Regions from separate parts of the Sus scrofa genome. Here all the other regions are linked to region 1. Evidence: chromatin contacts called from public HiChIP or PLAC-seq data. All regions are on one chromosome and are shown on one strand. Each heading gives the region's core, a stretch centred on a gene start, on an enhancer-like site or on the middle of the called end of the contact. The rest is flanking DNA. Distances are from core to core; before and after follow the strand shown. Region 1 holds the start of PHRF1 (PHD and RING finger domain-containing protein 1). Region 2 holds the start of PGGHG (protein-glucosylgalactosylhydroxylysine glucosidase). Region 3 holds the start of RPLP2 (ribosomal protein lateral stalk subunit P2).

Region 1 (3,776 bases), core at 903-3,402:
TATGTGTGTGTGCCTATGCTTTCAAGCGGTATCACCTGTGCTCGGTTTGGGACCAGACCAGAGGTTATAGGCGAGTTCCCTGGGGACACATCCCACGTCTGAGCAAAGCCTGGCATGGCTGGGTAGGTTGTTCACTACCCGAAGATGCCTGCTGAAGACATAATTGTGTCTCACTATGGGTGCATGTGTTTCTTACAATAATTTTTCCAGCAGCCCCTAGGAGCAGCTGCAGACAACGGTGGGAAGGGCTGGTCCTCTCCAAGGGGGCTCCAAGTTGGCCATAAGCTGCTTGTCCAACCCCTTCCCAGGAGCTTCAGCAGGTACTCCCACCCCTCCCCCATTTGGGACCCTCTATAGGGCACTCTCCTCCTATCCAGTGGGCTCTGGCAGTGTAGAGGGGCCAGCACATGCCAAGACCATGCAGAAGTGGGGGGGGGCAGGGTATTGGCCATGCCAGACCCCATCTGAACTGCTGTCCCTGTGCTCCCCCATCCTGCCCTCAACATCACTACTTTACAGCCAGAGACACTAAGGCACAGAAGGCTTGAGGATCTCTCCTGAGGTCATGTCACTGATACACTGAGAGCCCAAGTGTCCCCTCCGGTGACACCCAAGGGGTACTGTGCTGTGCCAGACATCCCCCCCCCCCACGAAGGTTCTCTTCTGAGTCCCTCGACTCTCTGGCACCATCCATTCTTCCTTCCTGCAAAGTCCCTTCCAGAGCCCATAAGATCTAGTTATTTCTCCAGGCCACATAAGCAAAAGGAACAGAACAGCCCTCGCCCGTGGGCGCATTCTCAGCTACTTCCACTTTTGTTTCCCTCCCACTGGGTGCTCCTCTCGGGCTGACTGCTCTCCTCACATTCTCCTTAAACTCCCTTCAGCTGCCCGCTACCACCCCCCACCCGCGCTGCCAGGGACCCCCACTTCAATCCCCCCAGGCGTTCTTCTTCATGTACTTCTTCCCCTGGCTTCAAGAAACTTTCTTTTTCCCCTTTTTAGCTGGAATCTCACATCCAACCCCTCCGAAAATCCTCTTCGGTTCTGTCTTCACAACTTACGGAAGCTAATCGCTCCCCACAGCTGCCACCCCCCGCCCCCTCCGGCACCACGGGGGTCCCCGAAGTGGCCTCCTGACTGGTCCCCCGGCTCTGCTCCAGTCTGTTCACCCGCTGCCGCCCAGGGGATCCTCTAAGTCTGCGCCTGTCGCCCTGTTTAGGACCCTCCAGTACCCCCGCACCCCGGAGCCTCTGGCCGCTCCCCGCCAGGGCCCAGCCTCACGGGGCCTCCCTTCTGGGGTGCCGACAGCTTCTCTGCGCTCTCCCCGTGGCTGCCCCTCTCCGTCCTCACGTCTTGGCCAGGTCCATCCTCCCCAGCTAACTGCCATCAGCAGTCCTCCCGGCTCCTGAGCTCCGGATTCTCTCCGCTCAGCTTTATCTTTTTATCAGCACGAATCAGCACCTCACACACCCCGCGGTGTAGTGATTCGCAGCGTTCATTGTTTACTGTGTCTGGACTGGACAGGGCGCGGGGCTGGGGGCTCGGCCTCGCTGCGCCCAGCGCCGGGAGGAGCCCGCGCTGACGCTCCGTCAGTTTGGTTGGCGTGAACAGGAAGTGCACAGCTGCCGGTTCAGGGAGCGCCCGCAGGCCAACTAGGCGGTGGTCTCCGCGACTCGCGCTCGAGGTCCGGGGTGGGGGCTCGGGGTGGGGCTCGGGGCGTGAGGGCGGGGCCCGTGCTGTGGGCGGGGCGGGGACACTGCGTGGGCGGGGCCTGGGCTGTGGGCGGGGCCCTAGGTGTGCCAGGCGGCCGCTCCCATTCGCCCTGGGCGGCGGGCGGAGGGTCGGACTGTACCAGCTCCTCGACGGGGAGGACGTCAGGAGCAGCCAATTAGCGAGCGACTAGGCATTACACGTTCTTCCAGGAAACTGGTGTACCTGGAAGGCGATAACTCATTAAACAGTATTTCCAAAACCTTGAGGTCCCTGAGCGCAGGGAGCGGCTCCTTCCTCCACTTCAGACCTTTCCTCCCCGTCCTGGTCCCAGTGGTTCCGGCCAACGGGCGGGGCGGGAGGGTCCCGGAAGCCGGCATTTGCACTTCCGGGTCGAGCAGCGCGCTTCGGCGGCGGCGGCGGCGGCGGCGGTGGCGGCGGCGGCGGCGGCGGCGGTGGCGGCGGCGGCCAGGCCTAGTCGTGGCTCTCGGTCGGGCGGCGGCGGCAGCGGCGGCGGCGAGCGCCCGGGAGCGGTCAGCAGGGCGCGAGGTTCTGGGTACGTGCGGAGGCCGTAGCGTCCCGGGCCCCTGCCACGTCCCGGCCGGAGGGCCGCCCTGGGCGCCGCGCGCTTTGTCTGCGGCCTGCCCCGCGGGGTGAGGCCTGCGCCGCGCTGGCCCCGGGCGGGCGGCGACGGGGACCGGGCCGGCGCGGGAGGCCTCGTGCTGAGGGTGGGAGGCCCCGGTCGTGCAGGCGGGCTTCCGGGGCTTCCAGCCCCCGGCCGCGGGGAGCCCTCCTCTTCCAGTGACACTTGCCCCTGCGTTGTTGCTCTCCGGGCTCTGAGAGCAAAGTGTGACCCTTCTCTAACTCGTTTCCAGCTTGTCATCATCGTTGCTTCTGTCGACTCTTTTTCTACAGGCCCATGTGGCTGACGGATGGGTTCCCGTTCCTTAACCCGTGTGGTCTTCACGAGCCCCTCGGGGTGGGTTTGGGCCGCCCTGTTTTCGTAGATAAATGGACTGGAGCCCGGGGAGATTAACTTGCCAGCGTCACACAGCTGCTGAGTGTTGAGCCAGGGCACTGTGTTAACCTAGGCCCTGATTTGGCCCCTGCCTCTCTGAACCAGGCTCGTGCTGCGTCGTTCCCAACTTTGGAGTCTGTGTACTTCTTGCTTCTACGACAGCAGAGTCGTGTCGTGTCTGCCCAGCAAGCCACATTTTGGCCAGTGGTCACCGGGACTGAAGCTGAAGTGAGGTTTGACTTGGGGCTTAGCGCCCTCTCCTCTCCCTCCCTGGACCAGTTGGTATTTTTTTCTGTCAGGAACAGTGTTGAGTCAGAGTGGCAACAGCTGGCTTCCTCTTGCACTAGGCTGGTGGCATAGGTCCTGACAGGGCCAGCCTGGCTTTAGTTCTCTCAGCAGCCCCCAGCCCGGACTTTTGGTGTCTACCTCAGCCCTGCAAGGACCTGTGGGCGCTAGCATTTTGACTTCCACTGCAGCTTACAGTTTCGAGGTCTTGTAGCTTCTGCGGCAGCTGATGAATGGAAAGCGAGAGCTGGCCAGGTGTGAGATGTTGGACTCGGCCACCTTGCTCTGGGCACGGTGATGGGCACTCTGGTTCAGGCCCCGGCACAGTTGCCAGTTCCCACACCAGAAGTTCTTTTGGTTCCTCAGTAATGGTTGGTGCAGGGGCTAAGAGAGGGCAATGCTCTTTATGATGTAGAATTTTCCCCTAATTCCTCCAAATCTGGAGGCTGAGCAGGAAGCCAGAGAGCACTCACCACCAGCACTGTGGAAGGGGGCCAGCAGCCGGGAGGGGCTGGGGGCTTTCCTGCAGAAAGGGCTTCCTGGCCCCTGGTCTGGAACGTGTGAGCAGAGGTGGGGGTGGTGAGTCTGGGCAGGCCTGTCTGAGCTGGCGCTGCGGGTGGGGTCAGTAGGTCCTCAGCTCGGGGCCCCGCTCCCCAGTCTTTACAGAGGAAGGGGTGCTGGGGGTCGCAAATTATGCTTTCCTCCTTAGTGTTTATTTGCACAGGTGCTTGGCTCTGGGCACTATGTTCAGAGGCTACCTGGT
Region 2 (3,776 bases), core at 810-3,309, 240 kb before region 1:
CCGTTGACTGAAGGTAGGCAGCTCACCGTCCTCCTCAGGAATTTCGGTCTTGGCGTTCGGAGCGAGGCCACCGTGAGGCTGTGTGGTCCAAGCCCAGAGATGTCCACTCACTGTCTGAGGGCTTCAGGAAGAGAGACCAGAGGAGAGGGGAGATGGAGCAGTGGCCCCTGGTTCTGGATGGGGGCTATGATGGCGCAGGTGGTGGGCAGCGCCCCATGCACTGATAATAAACTCTTCTCCAGATTCATCTCTGTTGGTCTCTGTTGCGCTTGGCCGGGCATCCTAACAGCTGGTCTGAATCTTTCCTTTCGTCTTAACCCGACTGAATGGGTTGGAGTTGTAGCCCCCATTTCACAGGTGAGGAAACTGAGGCTCAGAGGAAGAGCCTGGCTGCAGGAAGCTCCGAGGTGAGCCTTGGCCTTGATGGGCAGGGCCAGCAGTGGACAGCCCCTGAATCCTCAAGTCTTCTCTGCTCAACACTGCTGGCTCCAGGCAGCTCCGGAGATCCCAGCCCGGGTGGGAGGGGCCCTGGGAGTCAGTGCCTTCACTTTCCCAATTTCCCTGCCATGATCCATTTTCTTTTTTTTTAATTTTTATCTTTTATTTTTTATTTTTGGCCACACCCATGGCATGTGGAAGTTCCCAGGCCAGGGATCACACCCGCACCAAAGCAGCCACTTGAGCTGCAGCAGGGACAATGCCAGCCCCTTAGCCTGCTGAACCACAAAGGACCTCCCGCAATCCATTTTCAAATCCAGTTATTCATTCACAAAACAGATAAAACTTCTGCCCTCTTCGAGTGCCTTCCAGGCGGCAGACAGGGGCTGTGGAGGAAGGGAAGCAGGGCTGGGGGTGGAGCCGGGGGTTCCTCTGACCGTGAGGAGTCTGGGGACATCCAGGTGAGGATGGGGCGTGTGGGGCGGACGGAAGTGAGGGAGCGGTCTCAAGGTGCCTTGAAGAAATGGCAGTGGAGGCCGTGGAAGGGCCGTGACAGGGCGTGGCTTTGCCGGCTGGGGCGTCTACAACCTGGACTGCGTGGCTTGTCCACAACAGAAGTGCGTTTCTCACAGTCCTGGAGGACAGGCAGTCCAAGGTCGAGATGCCCGTCCATTTGGTGTTTCCTGGTTGCGGGTGGCTGTCTTCTGGCTGTGTCCAGCCAGGCTGGAAAGAGAGCAAGCTCTCGGGCCTCTTCTAAGGGCACAAATCCCATTCTTGACAATTTTTGAGCTAATTATGCCCCAAAGGCCCCAGCTCCAAGTACCTTCACACTGGGGGTTAGACTGCAACAGATGGACACACCCCGTCCCTGACTAAGTGCACACTTAGAACAGTGCAGAAGCAGCAAGGAAGCCTGGGTGGCAGCAGTGGGCTGGGGGAGGGAGCCCTGGATGGCTCATCCTGCCGCTGAGATGGGCACCACTGCACGCTCCTAGCAGACTCTGATCCCTCACAGGGTGGCTGTGGCCCTGCTAACAAGGACGGTGAGGGCCAGAGCAGGACTGCACCGACCCAGGAGGACCTCTAAGAGGGGATGGTGAGAGCCAGCCTGCTCTGGAAGGGGGCCTCCTGGACGGATGTGAGTGTGGGGACACAGGGCACCTGAGCAGCTGGACAGGTGAAGTCACCATTGCCTGTGCTGGAGGAGGCCACAGGAAGAGCAGGTTTGGGGGACACATCTGGCTGGACAAGCAGACAGCATCGTCATCTGGGTCAGATCAGGGCTAGAGAGACAAGGGCCAGACGGGGCAGGGGGACAAGGAAGGAGACAGAGACTGAGAGAAGAGGCTGGGGAGAGCCAGAAAGCCGCCCTGAGAAAGGCAGGAGGGTCTCCGGCACCGGGGTCTCCAGCCTGCCCTCTCCGTCCAGGAGCCAGGGAGGAATGGGAGCCGGGAGAGGGGCCACCTCAGCCGAAAGCCCCAGGGCCCTCTCAGATCCACCCTTTGCACTGGGCTCCTCCTGCGGGTTCCCCCAAGCCACGCCCAGCAGGTCCGTGACCCACCGGGCGGCTTTGCAGGCGGGGCGGCGGAGGCTGCATCCTGTCCCGCCCCAGGGGTGGGGAAGCGCTGAGGCCCGCCCCGCGAGGCCCTTGGACGGGGACCGCGGGGCCTTCCGGCTGACTCGGCCGCTCGGCTACTTCTCTCTCCAGTGGCGGAGGGGTGGCGCTGACCCGGCTGCAGCCCAGGGACCCACAAGGCTGCGGTGAGCCCCAGAGACCCCCACCCCAAACTCCGTCTGGCTTCCTGAGGACGAGTCCCCTGGGCTGAAGTCCCCTCTCTTCCCACCAGCAGGACAGGGCCGTGGCTGCGCCACCTGGAGAGAGCTGGAAGGGTTAGGATTGAGGTCCTCAGGTGGGAATCTGGGGACTCCGTTCGGTCCCTGGAGATCAGTACTTGGGGGTGGGGGGCGGTCGGCGAGCATCTCAGGGTGAGGGTGTTTCCTGAGGGGGCTTAAGAGTAGGAGGCCTGGAAAATCAGGGCTGCCCAAGTGGGCCCACACCCCTCCCTCCACCTGTGAGTGCCATCAGCCAAGTTCCAAGGCCGGCTTTGGGGTTTAGAGGCTGTCAGAAGAGAGCAGCCCAGCCAATTGTGGGGCCCTCTGACTCCCCCTTCTCTAGGCCGCTCCACTGAGCAAAGTGTTCCATGGAGGATGCTGGCAGGGACCCCACCGTATTCACTGCCCATTCTCTGCCCAGTGACCCCCGCCTCTTGGCCACCGTGACCAACGCCTACTTAGGCACACGCGTGTATCATGACACACTGCATGTGAGTGGCGTGTACAATGGGGCTTCGGGGGAAACGCACCGGGCCATTCTGCCCAGTCCCCTCAATGTCCAGCTGGAGGCCCCTGCAGGGGCAGGAGAGCAGCTGATCAACACCTTCGCCCTGGACACTAACACAGGTAGCCCCCGCCTACCGGGCCCCACACCTCCCACCACTGCTCCAGGTGAGTGGGAGAACCGCCAGGGGCCCCGTCCTCACTCGGGACGGCCGGCTCCCAAAGAAAGAAGGCCCTGAGCAGCCCCTTTGTGAGGTCTTTAGCCGGCGGGCCTCCTGAACGGCCAGGAGCCTGGGGCCTCCTGTGTGGCTGTAGCTCCCGGACGGCAGTTGGGGCTCCACTCCCAGCTCAAAAAGGTGGCAGCTTGGGACTGTCCTCGGCGGCCCCAAGCTGGGTGGGTGAATGGCCCTGCCCTCCCCTCCGTCCTGCCCCAGGCTCCTTTCTGCACACCCTGGAGGGCCCCAGCTTCCGGGTTTCCCAGCGCATCTGTGCCCACCGCGTGCTGCCTCACGTCCTGACCTTCAGCGTGGCCATCACCCGCCTGGCTGCGAGGAGCTGGCCCATCACAGTGCGGCTGCGGTCAGCCTTCTCCCCAGAAAGCCCCGACCTGGACCTGCACCTGGGTCCTGACTTCCAGGGAGCCCGGTGAGGAGGGGGCAGGGGGCGGCCGGGTGGCGGGAGGTGGAGCCGGTCCCTGAGACACAGCCATGCCCTTGCAGGTACCTGTATGGCCACACGCTCACCACAGAGCAGCCCGGGGGTGCCCAGCAGGAGGTGCACATGCTGTGGACACCAGTACCCCCAGCCTTGACCCTTGGGGAAGGGGAGGAGAATGGGACATGGGAGTTCCTGACGGTGGTAGCTGGCAGCCAGGCCGAGACCCAGGCCTGCCTCGCCGAGGCCCTGCAGCTGCAGGTCAGGGGCACTCTTTACACAACCCACGCCCAGGCCTGGGCCCAGCTCTGGGCAGACTGTGGCCTGGATGTGGACGGGCCGCTGCC
Region 3 (3,776 bases), core at 555-3,054, 170 kb after region 1:
GGGCCTTATGCTAAATAGAATAAACGATACACAAAAGGACAAATACTGTGTGATTCCACTTACATGAAGTCCCTAGGGCAGTCAAATATGTAGAGACCAAAAGTAAAAGGGTGGGTGCCAGGGGCTGGGGAAGGGGAATGAGGAATTATTGTTTAATGGCTATGAAGTTCAGTTTGACAGGAGAAAAAAGTTCTGGAAATGGATGGTGGTGATAACTGCAAAATAATGTGAATGTACCTGGTGCTACCAAATTGTATGATTAAAATACTAAGTTTTGGAGTTCCCGTCGTGGCTCAGTGGAATCGAATCCAACTAGGAACCATGAGGTTGTGGGTTCGATCCCTGGCCTCGCTCATTGGGTTAAGGATGCGGCGTTGCTGTGAACTGCGGTGTAGGTTGCAGACGTGGCTCGATCTGGCATTGCTGCGGCTGTGACATGGGCCAGCAGATGTAGCTCCGGTTCGAACCCTAGCCTGGGAACCTCCATATGCCCCCGAGGTACGGCCCTAAAAAAGCCAAAAAAAACACACACTAATTGTTATGTATTATTTTTCCAAGAAAAAATAAGTAAAAACAATCACGCCACACCACTTCCCTGTGGGATTGCAATATGGTTTCCCCGCTAGATCGTAGCTGGATGACCTTGAGCAAGAAAACCTTTCTGGGAGTGATCTCCTGTCTATATAATGCGGGTACTGTGTGACTCGCAGTAACAACCCGGGTGTGATGCGTTACACTCGAGGGTTCTCCTTGTCAGAGCCTACTCGGACTGGCTGCTGCCTCTGAACCCATCTCCGACCCCTTTAGGGCGTTTGCATCGGACACCTCCCCCCCCCCCCCGCGCGCGCTGTGGCCTGATGCTCGCCCCAGATCTTCGCAGCGTCGACTCTTCTCGTCCTTCAGCCCCCTGTTACCGCCTCTTCCTCAAGTTCTATCTCAGCCTAGGACTGCCTCCTTTACTTAGCGTGTCCGCGAAATTAGAATCTAAATTCCGCGGAAACAAGGCCGCGCCTGCTCCCTCTCAGGACTGACGCCAGCCTGCAGCAAGGTCCCTGACACGGAGGAATGATTGAGTGAAATGTGCTAAGTCCGCGTCGAGGAACTGAGCTCAGTTCCAAGACAACAAGGCTAGGTCAGGGGAGGGGCACGAGGGCGGGGGCACTCCTGGCTCCGCTCCTCCGGGAGGCGGTGGCAGGGCCTCCTAGCTTCGCCTGCGGCCCCCGCCATAACACTGGAGGGAGCAGCGGTTTGGTCCCATCACGGGGCCCTGCCGGACAGCGAGTTCCAGTCTCTGGGGCCGGGAGCCACCGGAAAGCTGGAAGCGGGGCAGGCCAGACGAGCAGCGCAACGCCCGCGCCACGTGCGACCCGCGCAGGCAGCGTCCCACCAGCCCTTCCGGTAGCCGTGCACCACGGGACTAGTAGTTCTCTGGCCACGTCGGCTACCCCCCCCCCCCGAGAGTCCCGGCGTGGAGGCCGCGCTGCATGTTGGGAGATGTAGGCGGCGCGTGGCATTCTGGGAACCCTGAAGGGAGAAATACTGCACTTCGAGCTTGCGCCCTGATTCTCCTCGCTACCTCCAGGGATTTGGGAGACTCCCTCCCCATCATACACATGAGGGCGGCCCGGGAACTGCCCTTGGCCTCTGTGGCGGCGACCGCGGGACAGGATAGGATAATGGCGCCTCCTGCGTCCTCATTGGTTGAGCTCCGAGTGACGTCATTCGAAGGCGCCCTCAAAGGATGAGGCGTGCAGTTCCCGGGGGCTTCTGGGTAGTGGATTACCCCCGCCCCCCGCGCCGGCGTCTTCCTTTCTGTCCCTGACGCCGCCGAGGTCGCACGCGCGAGGCCTTTCTGCCGCCGCCGAGTGAGTTGGGGCGAGCGGACCGGGTGGGGGTCGCGGGCCGGGTTGGGGCTGAGAGCGCCGAGGAGGTCAGGCGGGGCGCGGCGCAATGCTTGGACCGGCCCTCGGCGAGGTCTCCGGCCCGAGTCAGCGTGGCCGCGCGCGGGCCAGGGGCGGGAGGCCTCCGGCTAACGCCGCCACCCTCCTCGCGCTTCAGGATGCGTTACGTCGCTTCCTACCTGCTGGCCGCCCTCGGGGGCAATACTTCTCCTAGCGCCAAGGACATCAAGAAGATCCTGGACAGCGTGGGCATCGAGGCGGACGACGATCGGCTCAACAAGGTAGCGGCCACGCTGGGGCCCGAAGCTCCCAGCCGCCTGTGTGTTCAAACAACCGGGCTTCCTGCTACCCGACTCGCTCTTCTTGGGAAAGTGTAGTTTGACGTGCCCGCGGTTTTTAGGAGGCCTCTGCCAGCCCGTGTGGTTTTGGGGTCCTTTGGGCGAATTTTTACGGCCCGAGAGAAGCAAGGGTTCGGTGAAGTAGCGTCTCGGGTAGCACGGTTCAGTGGGGGTCCGAGGCCAGATGACTGAAGCTCCTGTCCGGCTTTTTTGTTTTGCTTTGTTTTCTAAGTGAAAGTGGCTAAGTCTTTCTTAAGTTTTCTTTGGTTTCACCCAGTTCTTGACACGTAGGGAGCACTAGTTTCGCTGTGTCGTTTCTTTTAGCAGTTGAAGTTACCTTTCTTGCTGTGTGTCGAGAGGACATCTGTATTGGCAAAGGAAGGGACAGACTCGGTCTTTGTAGCTGTGCAGGAGATTCTCTGAATCTCACAGAGCGGGGGCTAGGTCTCTGTGGTCACGGGTCCTGCACGGCAGTAAGCTTGAGGCCGCCAGCGCAGGCTCCCATGTGCAGCATGTGTGTTGCCTGTCGAGCGGGTAGGTGGTGCTGGCGGGGGTGCGACTGTGGGCTCCTGGTAACCTTGGTGTCATCTCCTCTAGGTCATCAGTGAGTTGAACGGGAAGAACATCGAGGACGTCATTGCCCAGGGTGAGGCTGCATCCAGGCTTCGGTTTTCACGGTCCATCCTAATCCCTGCTGGCCAGCCTGGTGCCTGCCAGGTTTCGCTTGTGGACCAGAGCACCCTAGAAGCCTTAACCCAGAGGAGTGAGCAGGGTTTGGTGGCTCATGCCTGGGCGCTTCTAGACACCCTGCAGAGGGGGGCTCGTTCTCACTGGGCCCCTGTAAACAAGCTTCCCCATTCTCCCTGGGTGGGAGGCGTTGGGAGATGGGGGGTGCCGGGGGTGATCACAGGCCCCTGCCTTCTTCCAGGCATGTGGTTTATAGGGACATCAGGCTGGAGCTGGTGGGGAGCTGTTCCTGTTCTGGATACCTGACAGGGCGAAGCCAGCTCAGCAGATGGCCTTGTCCCTGAGCTCAGTGCTGGGGGTGAGCATCTGGACCCTGGAGCAGTGGACCATCTGCCTGGTCATAAAGGTGTCGTCCACCTTAGCTCCAGGGTGGGCACTGTGGACCTGCTGCCCCGCTCTCACTTGCCCTTTCTGGTTTCCGTAGGCATTGGCAAGCTGGCCAGCGTACCTTCTGGCGGGGCTGTGGCTGTCGCCGCTGCCCCAGGGTCTGCAGCTCCTGCTGCAGGTTCTGCCCCAGCTGCAGGTAAGTGGAGGCTCAGGCAGCTGAGGCTGCACGTGAGCCAGGGTCTCTGGTGGGGGTGTGGCCTGCACCACAGGGAGGGCCTCACTCCCTGGGCTCTTCGTCCCCACAGCAGAGGAGAAGAAAGAAGAGAAGAAGGAGGAGTCGGAGGAGTCAGACGACGACATGGGCTTCGGCTTGTTTGACTAGAGTCCTGCTCCCTGCAAATAAAAACCCTTTGTACGTACTTGTTGAGCTGTTCGTGAGCACTTGGTTCGGTGTGGCCTCTGT

Evidence for each region. HiChIP or PLAC-seq counts read pairs in DNA pulled down with a chosen protein or histone mark.
Region 2: an H3K27ac HiChIP or PLAC-seq map of alveolar macrophages shows a contact between it and region 1. The contact joins the promoter of PGGHG here to the promoter of PHRF1 in region 1. A contact is called at or near these places in 1 of 5 promoter capture datasets (fetal skeletal muscle) and 1 of 2 datasets of contacts at active chromatin or transcription factors (alveolar macrophages).
Region 3: a contact with region 1 is called in an H3K27ac HiChIP or PLAC-seq map of alveolar macrophages. The contact joins the promoter of RPLP2 here to the promoter of PHRF1 in region 1. A contact is called at or near these places in 1 of 5 promoter capture datasets (liver) and 1 of 2 datasets of contacts at active chromatin or transcription factors (alveolar macrophages).

Annotation. Positions count from the first base shown.
Region 1 is chr2:338,384-342,159 of Sscrofa11.1, forward strand. PHRF1 (PHD and RING finger domain-containing protein 1) reads left to right here and starts at 2,153. Exons shown (of 19, transcript XM_005652789.3): 1 at 2,153-2,266; 2 at 2,834-2,956.
Region 2 is chr2:97,195-100,970 of Sscrofa11.1, forward strand. It overlaps PGGHG (protein-glucosylgalactosylhydroxylysine glucosidase), which reads left to right and starts at 2,060. Exons shown (of 15, transcript XM_005655041.3): 1 at 2,060-2,199; 2 at 2,289-2,348; 3 at 2,615-2,898; 4 at 3,210-3,420; 5 at 3,495-3,776. The coding sequence starts at 2,640. NLRP6 (NACHT, LRR and PYD domains-containing protein 6) reads left to right here. Exons shown (of 9, transcript XM_021082529.1): 9 at 1-247.
Region 3 is chr2:506,087-509,862 of Sscrofa11.1, forward strand. It overlaps RPLP2 (ribosomal protein lateral stalk subunit P2), which reads left to right and starts at 1,805. Exons shown (of 5, transcript NM_001244866.1): 1 at 1,805-1,865; 2 at 2,059-2,182; 3 at 2,837-2,885; 4 at 3,411-3,509; 5 at 3,619-3,732. The coding sequence starts at 2,060. The coding sequence ends at 3,695.